Regions from separate parts of the Mus musculus genome. Here region 1 is linked to region 2. Evidence: chromatin contacts called from public promoter capture Hi-C data. All regions are on one chromosome and are shown on one strand. Each heading gives the region's core, a stretch centred on a gene start, on an enhancer-like site or on the middle of the called end of the contact. The rest is flanking DNA. Distances are from core to core; before and after follow the strand shown. Region 1 holds the start of Polr2b (polymerase (RNA) II (DNA directed) polypeptide B). Region 2 holds the start of Clock (circadian locomotor output cycles kaput).

Region 1 (4,673 bases), core at 85-2,584, 1.0 Mb before region 2:
TGCAGAGCATGGCCCACACTAGGCAGTACGAGCACCAGGCTACATCTCCAGTCCAGTAAGAAAGCTTCGTTTGAGCATCACGCTCCTGTTAAAAGTATCTGAAGAGTGAAATATGCTCTACAGAAATATATAGTCTGAGGGCCATGAACCTGAATTCAAACTCCAGGACCTCTATGGTACACCCCATGAGTGCGCCCACATTCATACATATGCACAAAATAAATAAATGTCATATGGTTTTAAAGCTCCTAAATTTCCTTCAAGTAAGAATAACTTTAAAAAGAATATAACGATTCTAATAGATTCTAATGAGGTATGAATGGGTCTGAGACATTGAAGCAATTTTAAAAGTTAAAGCGTTTGCTTCTATTGTTTCCATGAGAAAAGGGGGAGGGAGGGGAATGCATAGGACAGCCACAAAGTTGGGAGCTGGAATAAAATGATTTTTGATCAGAGAAAAGGGAGCTTAAAAAAAACACACACACAACATGAAAATAAAATGGGTAGGACTAAGAAGTGTTCATACAAAAAGTAAAAAGCCATTTTGTCCTCGTGAAAATGGAAAACATACCATCCTAGAACTGTCATCTCGTGGGAAGTGACCGCTTAAGGCCATCTTTTAAGGCAGTTTACTTAAACTGAAGACAGTGTGAAGGAATGTCAACCCAGAACCCGTTCTTTGTCCCTAATACGTCCAGAGTTTAACAATGTCTAACACAAGGACGTGGTCAAAAATTGAGCTTCCTGGGCCTAGAAATATGGCTCAGAAGCAGAGTATGTGCAGACAGGCCCTGGGTTCAATTCCCTGTGCCGTTTAATAATAATAATAATAATAATAATAATAATAATAGCTATTCAATAAGTCGACTGAAATGATAAATGAAATCAATCAACATCAAACAACTAAATGTTAGTTAATAAGCTACGCTATGTCGATTCTGGAAGGTGGTTACAGATTTAACGGGAGGCCGTGTAGGGAGCAATCAAGCCGACCCAGGAACGTGAACCCCGAGCCTGCACCGCTAGCAAAGCCCACTTCGTTCCCGGGCTAAATCGTAGGAACCAGGCTGCCGGGAGCCCGCGCGCCACGGACGGGATGCGGCGGCTGGCGCTGATCCCTGCTGCAGGTCCCCCGCCGTCCCGCCTAAGGGGCTATAGCGTGAAGCGTGCCTCAAGCGGTCACTTACCCTCGTCGGCGTCATACATCTTGGCCAAAGGTTTCTGGAGCTCTTACTCGGAATCGCAAAGCTGGAGACGGGAAGCGCGGCGGCAAACTCAAGAGTGCGATACCAAGCAATGTCCGTCTCCGACGTTCCCAGAATCCTCGGCGTCTCAGCGAGGGGGCGGGGTGTGAGGCTTGCGCCTGCGCAGACGACTGGCAAAGGGTCTGGCTGGACTTGAACTACGCATGCGCGAGTGATGACTAGCTGGCTGCCGCTGAGGACAGACGGCTCCTTAGCCAGAAGTTAGGTTACGCTAATGAAAGTTTCTTGCTGCGTGTTTTGATTTGTTTGAAGATTTATGAAAGAAATGGCTCCGCGTGTGGACTGAGCACTGGAGAACCTTCTGCTCACCCAGCTCTATCGAGTCCGTGCCTTTGCACGTCTGCCTGAACTCTCGAGTTTCAGAGCTGTCATCGCGAGAGTGCGAGAATCGGCCGCACTGTTGGACAGTTCCCTCTCGTCTAGTCGCTGGGGGAGGAACTTCTCGGACGCGAGCGCGCGTGCGCGCGCGAGGCCCCGCCCTCCTCGCGCTGTCCACATGCTGCCCGCGCGCCTGGCTTGCGGGCTGCTCTGCGGGCTCCGGCGGGGCCCCGCGCCGGCCGCTGCGTGCTACGGCCCAGCACGGTGGCTTCTGGAGGGGAAGTGTGAGGTCCCCATCCGCCAGCGTGCATCATCCTTGGGCCGTCGGGTTCCCCCGAGCTCCACGGCGACCGAGGACTATGCAGAAGGCCCGGACACGGAGGAACGCTTTCTGTTCCCGGAGTACGTCCCGGAGCGGACCCCGGAGGAACAAGTGCGGGAGTTGCAGGAGCTGCGGGAGTTGCAGCAGCTGCAGCAGGAGAAGGAACGAGAGAGATTGCAGCAGCGGGAGGAGCGGCTTCAGCAGAAGCTGCGGGCGGGCTTCCGGACGCTGCCTGTCCCGGAGTTTCCAGACGCCTCGGTGCCGCCCAGCGGCATCTACTGCTCGGGCTGCGGAGCCGAGCTGCACTGCCAGCATCCCGGCCTGCCGGGCTACCTGCCGGAGGAGAAGTTCCGCGACGCTGCCCAGGCGGAAGGCGGCCCGGCGCGGACCGTGTGCCAACGCTGCTGGCTGCTGGTGCACCACGGACGAGCCCTGCGCCTGCAGGTAAGCCGCGATCAGTACCTGGAGCTTGTGAGCGCAGCGCTGCGGCGTCCCGGGCCGGCTCTGGTGCTCTATATGGTGAATCTTCTAGACCTGCCGGACGCCCTGCTGCCCGACCTGCCCAAGCTGGTGGGCCCCAAGCAACTCATCGTGCTGGGGAACAAAGTGGACCTGCTGCCCCAGGACGCTCCCGGCTACTTGAAGCGGCTGCGGAAGCGGCTGTGGGACGATTGCATCCGCGCCGGGCTCGTGGTGGCTCCTGGTCATCAAGGACCACAGTACCCTGCCGGGGATGAGCCACTGGAGGAGATAAAGAATCAGAATCCGTCCTCCAGGTCCCGCACGGTAGTCAAGGACGTGCGACTGATCAGCGCCAAGACGGGCTATGGAGTTGAAGAAATGATCTCTGCTCTTCAGCGCTCCTGGCGCTACCGTGGTGATGTCTACCTGGTGGGCACCACTAATGCTGGCAAGTCCACTCTCTTTAACACACTCCTGGAGTCTGATTACTGCACCGCCAAGGGCTCCGAAGCCATCGACCGGGCCACCATCTCCCCCTGGCCAGGTGAGGCCCCATTGCTGAGAAATTAGATTTGACCCAGGCACCTAGTACATATCCTTAAATGTCCACCTTGAGCTGCCTGGAGCCGTCCCTTTAAAATGTCTTTCCTCTCTTTGGACATACCTCTTGTGACAGGTTAGTGTTTGGAAGTTCGATGCATGTTTGGTTTTCTAATAGAGATGTTTCTAGAGGGACTGGGGCTAAAGTGCTTGCCTAGCATGCACGAAACCTGAGTTAGTCTACCGCATCCAAAAGGATGTGCGGTGGCAAACTCCTGTATCCCCAGCATTAGGGAGGTGGAGGCAGGAGGAGATCAAAGCCATTCTCAGCTACATCGTTGGAGGCTACCATGGGATCCATAAACAAAATAAACTTTTCTTTTTACTCTAAGACCCCTTACCCCCCAATCTTACTCTTCATTCACCCCCTGAATTGACTTATTCTTGGACTGTAACACATATAAAAGAGCTGATACAGTATGGTGTGGGGAGATATCTCAAGAAGAAAGGACAGTTTTCTGAGAAACTAACAGCTTGGCATGGTGACACTGTTATCAGGGCTCTAGGGAGGCAGAGCCTGAGGCTGCCATGCAAGAGCCTGTCTCAAGGAAAAAGCTGAGGAAGGAGGAGGGGAAACATGCATACTTGGAGAGCTATAGTCTTAGGAATTAGGTTGTGTTCCCTTGAAACCAGAGTTTAACTCCGTTAGCTACCCTTTGGCACTGAGTATTTAAAGCTGTCTATGTACCTTGGGTGTACTACAGCAGTGCACAGTCATGACGTCTTTGGGAGTCAACCCTCTCACTGGGATTGCCTAAGACCATCAGAAAGCACAGTTATTTACAACTTATAACAATAGCAAAATTACAGTTATGAAGTAGCAACGAAGGATAATTTTGTGATTGGGGGTTATCACAACATGAGGAACCATGTTATCTAAATGGTCACAGCATTAGAAAAGTTGAGCACCACTGATATAGACGATAAGTAGGAAAGCAGGGGTAAAATGGACTTGCAAATTTTGTATCTAAATTCTCAGCCTACGAACCAGTCACCAGGCCTGTTTTCTCATTTGTAAAGGGTATGGAATAATTACATAGCAGTTGTCATGAAGATTAAAGGAAATAAATCAGAAATGTTTGGGTTTCTTCTCTCACATTCTTTTTGAAAAACATACTCTTTTGGTATTTCAGGCACCACATTAAACCTCCTGAAGTTTCCTATTTGCAACCCGACTCCTTACAGAATGTTCAAAAGACAAAGAAGGCTTCAAGAAGATGCGACCAAAGCTGAGGAAGATCTTAGTGAGGAAGAACAAAGTCAGCTCAATCAACTGAAAAAGCACGGCTACATAGTAGGTACGTATCCTTCCTCTACATAGTAGGTATGCATCCTTCCTCTACATAGCCATTTTCCCAGGAAGAGGCTTCCTTCCCTATTCTGGAATGTAGGCTTTTTGTAGGAAAGGTTACTATTGTTTGGAAACCCAAACTAGCAACGGCAGTAAAGGTCTTTGACGAAGTTCTCCATCTCTTTGTTATCTTTCCTGTGATTTCATTAATGAAAAAGAAAAAGGGATTTTTTTACCACCTGACAGAAAATATACACAGCCTGAAACAAGACCGACCGGAGAGAATGACCCACATTATCTTCTAAAAAGAAGACAAAAGTATTGTCATAGCCACAGTCTCATAGTCATACACATAGTTAGTTTGAGTGACTTATTTAAGGCAAACATAAAAGATGTCTTCAGAGCCCAGCCTAGT
Region 2 (4,509 bases), core at 1,967-4,466:
TGGAATCTATGCAACTAGGGAAAGATTCTCAACAAAGAAGACAGTTGAAATCAAGGCAGGAAACTGAATTTTAAAAGTTGCTAAACAAAGCCGGGGGGGGGGGGTGGGGGATGGTGGCGCAAGCCTTTAATCCCAGCACTTGGGAGGCAGAGGCAGGCGGATTTCTGAGTTCAAGGCCAGCCTGGTCTACAAAGTGAGTTCCAGGACAGCCAGGGCTACACAGAGAAACCCTGTCTGGAAAAAAACAAACAAACAAAAAAAGTTGCTAAACAATACCATTCTGAATGCAATCGTGGTACACATACAGATATACAGTGGCTGAACCCCAACAGCACTGTAGCTCCTTAATTGGGCTTGAGGCCCACACAAGAAGGAAATCATTCCTGGTATTGGAAACCTGGCCAACTATCTGGTGCTGGTGCTGTCATGGAACTTGAAGGAGAACCTACAACTGCCATATTACTAATCCAGCAATTTCTAACTACATTCTAAATATTAATCCTTATACCCACAGATAAGTGTAAGTCTCACCCTTCATCAAAGAAACTTTTTCTAAACATACAGAGGCCATTTCAGAAAACCACATCAAAATGCAGAGGACAGGTGACTGTGTTGTTCAGCTAGAACACAGATCCTGTACCTAAGGCTCAGGAACATAGTGAGTCAAGAGGCAGAGAGAAGAAGACACAGAGGGAAGTTTGCTGTGACACTGTGTCTTCTACAAATGACAGAGAAGCTCCACCCATGAAGTCTCAACAATATGGCTGCCTAAATAAGACCCGAACAAGGAAGACACCAATGAGACATGCTAACAAGGAAGGGGTAAACCTTTGATACAAAACTACAGGCAACTAAGGAATGCTAAAATCAGGAAAAAGTCTACCCCAGAGAAGAGCCCTTAATTGGTTATCCAATATCAAGTGGCATTATACAAACCAAGTGGGCTGTATATATATATATATATTTGGGAATACATGTGCACCAATTAGAGAAATAGAGGCCACGAGTTTGAGGGAGAGCAAGGTGAATGGTTGGGAAGGAATGGAGGGAGAAAAGGGGAGGGGAAAATGATAGAATTATATTTTAATTTCAAAACTGAAAGTGGCCAACACTTGAGATGGGATTTACTTAGCAGGTAGTGTCAATACCTAGTGCCTCTCAATTGCTCTATGAACTGAGACTATTATCTGCAGTTTACATTTTTTTTTTTTTTACAGATGAATAACTTGAAGTTACATCATTTCACAGATGAATAACTTGATGAAAAGACAGTTGAAAAGAGAACCGGAAACACTTAGTTTAAATGACAACAAGGCACATGGTGTTTAAGGCCATGGTTTAGAATTGGGAACCTAGATTTAGGATTTATGAAACTATGAGGCAAAACTTTTGTTTACTGGAAACACAGTGTTAAAGTTGGGAAATTAAAAAAAACTTTTTTTTTTTAAATGAGGGAAAAGTCGTAAACTGAACCGTGGGAAATAGTCAGACAGTGACAGAGGACTGAGCAGAAAATCAAGGGATTATCAACAGGTCTTGGTAAATAATTAAACAGAGAATGTGAGCGAGGGAGGAGTCACAGGTGACTAAGAGGACAATGAAACCATTAAAGGGGGCAAAGGTCATTTTGATATATATATATATATATATATGTATATATATTATATATGTATATAGTGTGTATACACACACTAGAGGAACTATAATAGAAAAAGAGAATGAATAAAGCCAAAACATTTGACCCAGGGAAAGCATTCAAATTCATTTGGCTGCAACCTATTTACCAGCCTCAGTACCCTTACCTCCTGCCCCTTTTTTACTACCAGTGATCAAGACACTAACTTGTAGATGGCAGAAAAGCTCTTATTGGTTTTAAGCAATAAAACAAACACATTCACGAGTTTATTGATTACTTTAACTGAACTTTCCAAAGGAATCTAGCCCACATCGATTTCAGCGCTCATGCATCTAGGCTATATCACCATGTTTTAATCTGTTTTCTGGTTTTTCCCTTCGTGGTGCCTGCTCTTTCATTAGTCACACAAGAAAAGATTATTTTCTTTCAGTATCAGGTTCACTGGGAAACAATCTTCTTGGCAGTAATTGCCAGCCTGAGACAGAGAACCCAAGGTTTCCTCCTCCACAGTGTCCTGCCTGGACCACAAGGACAGAGTGGAGAATGGGTGGGTTCAAAGGACGTGAACCTAAGCGAGCAGCAGATGGATTAGGACAGCAGAAACTGTGCCTTTCGATGGCGAAACGGTACAAAGACTGCCAAGGAAAGATTCTCCTGGCAGGGTTCTGGCTACGTAGCCAGGAATTTGAGGATTCTCCTCCTAGTTCACATTGCTGGGGGGGGGGGGGGGGGATCGCAGCTAATTCCTAGTTTTGAAGTTGGTTTTTTTTTTTTTTCTTTCCTGAATATACACCAAGAACTTAATTCTTATTGAGACAAACATTACCTTGTAGACAGGATTTTTGGAGCTAAAGAGTATAGGTTTATTTATTGCCTTCTGTTTGCTGTACGAGTTGATTTTTAAAAGAAATTGCTATGAATTAGCTTCTTTCCCAGTAATTCGGGTGCAGTAGCTAAGAAACCAGTGTAAACTAGGGTCCTGGTTCATCCGTAGCGCCATGCTCATCTTTTGCAGTGCCTCCTGCCTTTTCATAAAAGGAGCAAACACATCCCGACCTTTTGCTTCCCTGGCTACAGCCGAGGTCACTTGGGTCGTCCAGGTCCATCTCGGGGAGCAGCCAGCCTAGCGTGTCTCTAGGAGCCGGGAAACCGAGTCCCAGGCATCCCACGAACCTCCAGGAGAGGAAACCGAGCACTGGGCTGGAGAAGTCTAACTTGGCGTAGGCCAAGCTCTCTGCTTTCCCGGGGACAGAGGCACCATTCCAGGCGGCGGCTCCCACTGGTTGGGAGCGCCGCATCCCGGGGAACCGCGAGCCGCCCAGGGCGCTGCGGGCGGCCGCACCCTCCGCTAGGCCCCGCCTCCCGGCCTGCGAAGGGAAGGGGGCCTCGGGGCATCCCGGCTTCCCTCGGCGGCCGTGGAACGAGCTCACGCCGGCCTGCAAGAGTGGGATTTCCTCGGGTGCCCGGGATCCCCAGGCGCGGCTTCGGGGCTGCCTAACGGGGAAAGTCGCATGCGCGCCCGGCGCGCTGAGGGAAGGCGGCCGCGAGGGGAGGGGCGAGTGCAGAGCCTGGCCGGCCGCGGAGCCCCGCGCCCACGACGCATGCGCCGGGAGGCAGCGCAATCACGGACTCGGCTGGCGGCTACCGGCTGGAGAGAGGAAACCCCGGACGGCGAGAGCGCGAAGGAAATCTGGCCGCCGCCGCGCACGCGCTCCCGGTGAGTGCGCCCCACCGGGTGGGCCTCGGCCCGGCGCGCGGCGGGCGGCTGGCCTGGGTGGCGCATGCGTGCTCCCGGGTTCCGTGGAGGAGGGGAAGGCCGGGAGGGGGAGGAGCGCGGCGGTAGCGGTGAATTTTGAGGGGTGGGTCGGGGGCGCGCACTCGCCGCCCCTGGTGCTGCCGGCTCCCGGAGCCGTGGCGTGTCCCGGCTGTCGCCGCTCGGCTGTCGCGAGCCGCCGCGGGCAGAGTCCCGGGCGGGGGAGGGAGGAAGCCGGAGCCTCAGGCACGGTGAGGACGCGGGAGGGCGCGGGGGGCAGTGTGTGGGACCGGGGCAGGGAACAGGGCGCGGGGCGCCAAGGGGGTGCGGGCCAGGCCGGGAGGCAGGAGCTGCGGCCGGGGTCCGGGGACGCGGAGAGCGCGGAGCTCTGGAGAGTCGCGCTCAGCCGGGCCTGCGCCAAGTGTCCCGGGGCCGCTGGGGGTTACCTGCAGGGCAGGGGGGCGCGGTGGGTCCCGCGGGCCCCGGGGGTTCCGGGGCCGCGTCGCGCTTGAGACTGGGCGCGGGGTTAGCGCGGGGCAGGCCGAGTCGGCCGCCGAGAGCGCTCGCGCCCGGGACCCGCTAGGCCTTGTGACCCACTTTATTCCTGTCACCACTCGGGCACGTTTGGAGCGGCGCCCAATGGGGCGCTGGGGCGGCCAGCTCCTCCGCGGAGCCCCCGCCCTCGCGGCGGCCGGCGCGCGCCGGGATCCGCAGTCCGAGCGGCGGCCGCCGCCGCCCAGGGCTGGTTCCGTTAATGGTCCTGGTTCCGGGGCTCGGGCCGCGGGCTGCTCTGGGCCCCGGGTGTCCGACTCGAGTCGCGTGCGCCGCGCCGGGCCGCGCTCTGCCTGTGGGGCTGGCCGTCCTGGATGTGGTCCTGGCTGTCCCGGTACCGGGAGTAGCGCCACGAAGTTTGTATCTTTGTGGGGTGTTTTCTGCCGCTGTGGAAGTCCGAGGTAGTCAGCAGAATCCTGAAAGATGAAGGAAGAGCTTTGGCCTCTGACCTGACAGATGACAGATCAGGCCGTGGTGTTTTGATATTGCAATGCCGAACCACACACTGCATGAAGCCTTTCTAGATGCTTTAAAAACAACAGACTCTGGTGTTTTCTATTGCAGTGAA

Evidence for each region. Capture Hi-C pulls out chosen DNA fragments and counts their contacts.
Region 1: a promoter capture Hi-C map of adipose tissue shows a contact between it and region 2, with 2.1 times the contacts expected there. The contact joins the promoter of Polr2b here to the promoter of Clock in region 2. A contact is called at or near these places in 1 of 484 Hi-C or Micro-C datasets (muscle stem cells) and 1 of 9 other capture datasets (adipose tissue).

Annotation. Positions count from the first base shown.
Region 1 is chr5:77,307,145-77,311,817 of GRCm38.p6, reverse strand. Polr2b (polymerase (RNA) II (DNA directed) polypeptide B) reads right to left here and starts at 1,334. Exons shown (of 25, transcript NM_153798.2): 1 at 1,188-1,334. The coding sequence starts at 1,206. It overlaps Noa1 (nitric oxide associated 1), which reads left to right and starts at 1,732. Exons shown (of 7, transcript NM_019836.3): 1 at 1,732-2,911; 2 at 4,101-4,265. The coding sequence starts at 1,762.
Region 2 is chr5:76,303,499-76,308,007 of GRCm38.p6, reverse strand. Clock (circadian locomotor output cycles kaput) reads left to right here and starts at 3,216. Exons shown (of 23, transcript NM_001289826.1): 1 at 3,216-3,353; 2 at 4,506-4,509. Gm7467 (predicted gene 7467) reads right to left here and starts at 3,132. Exons shown (of 1, transcript NR_152171.1): 1 at 2,481-3,132.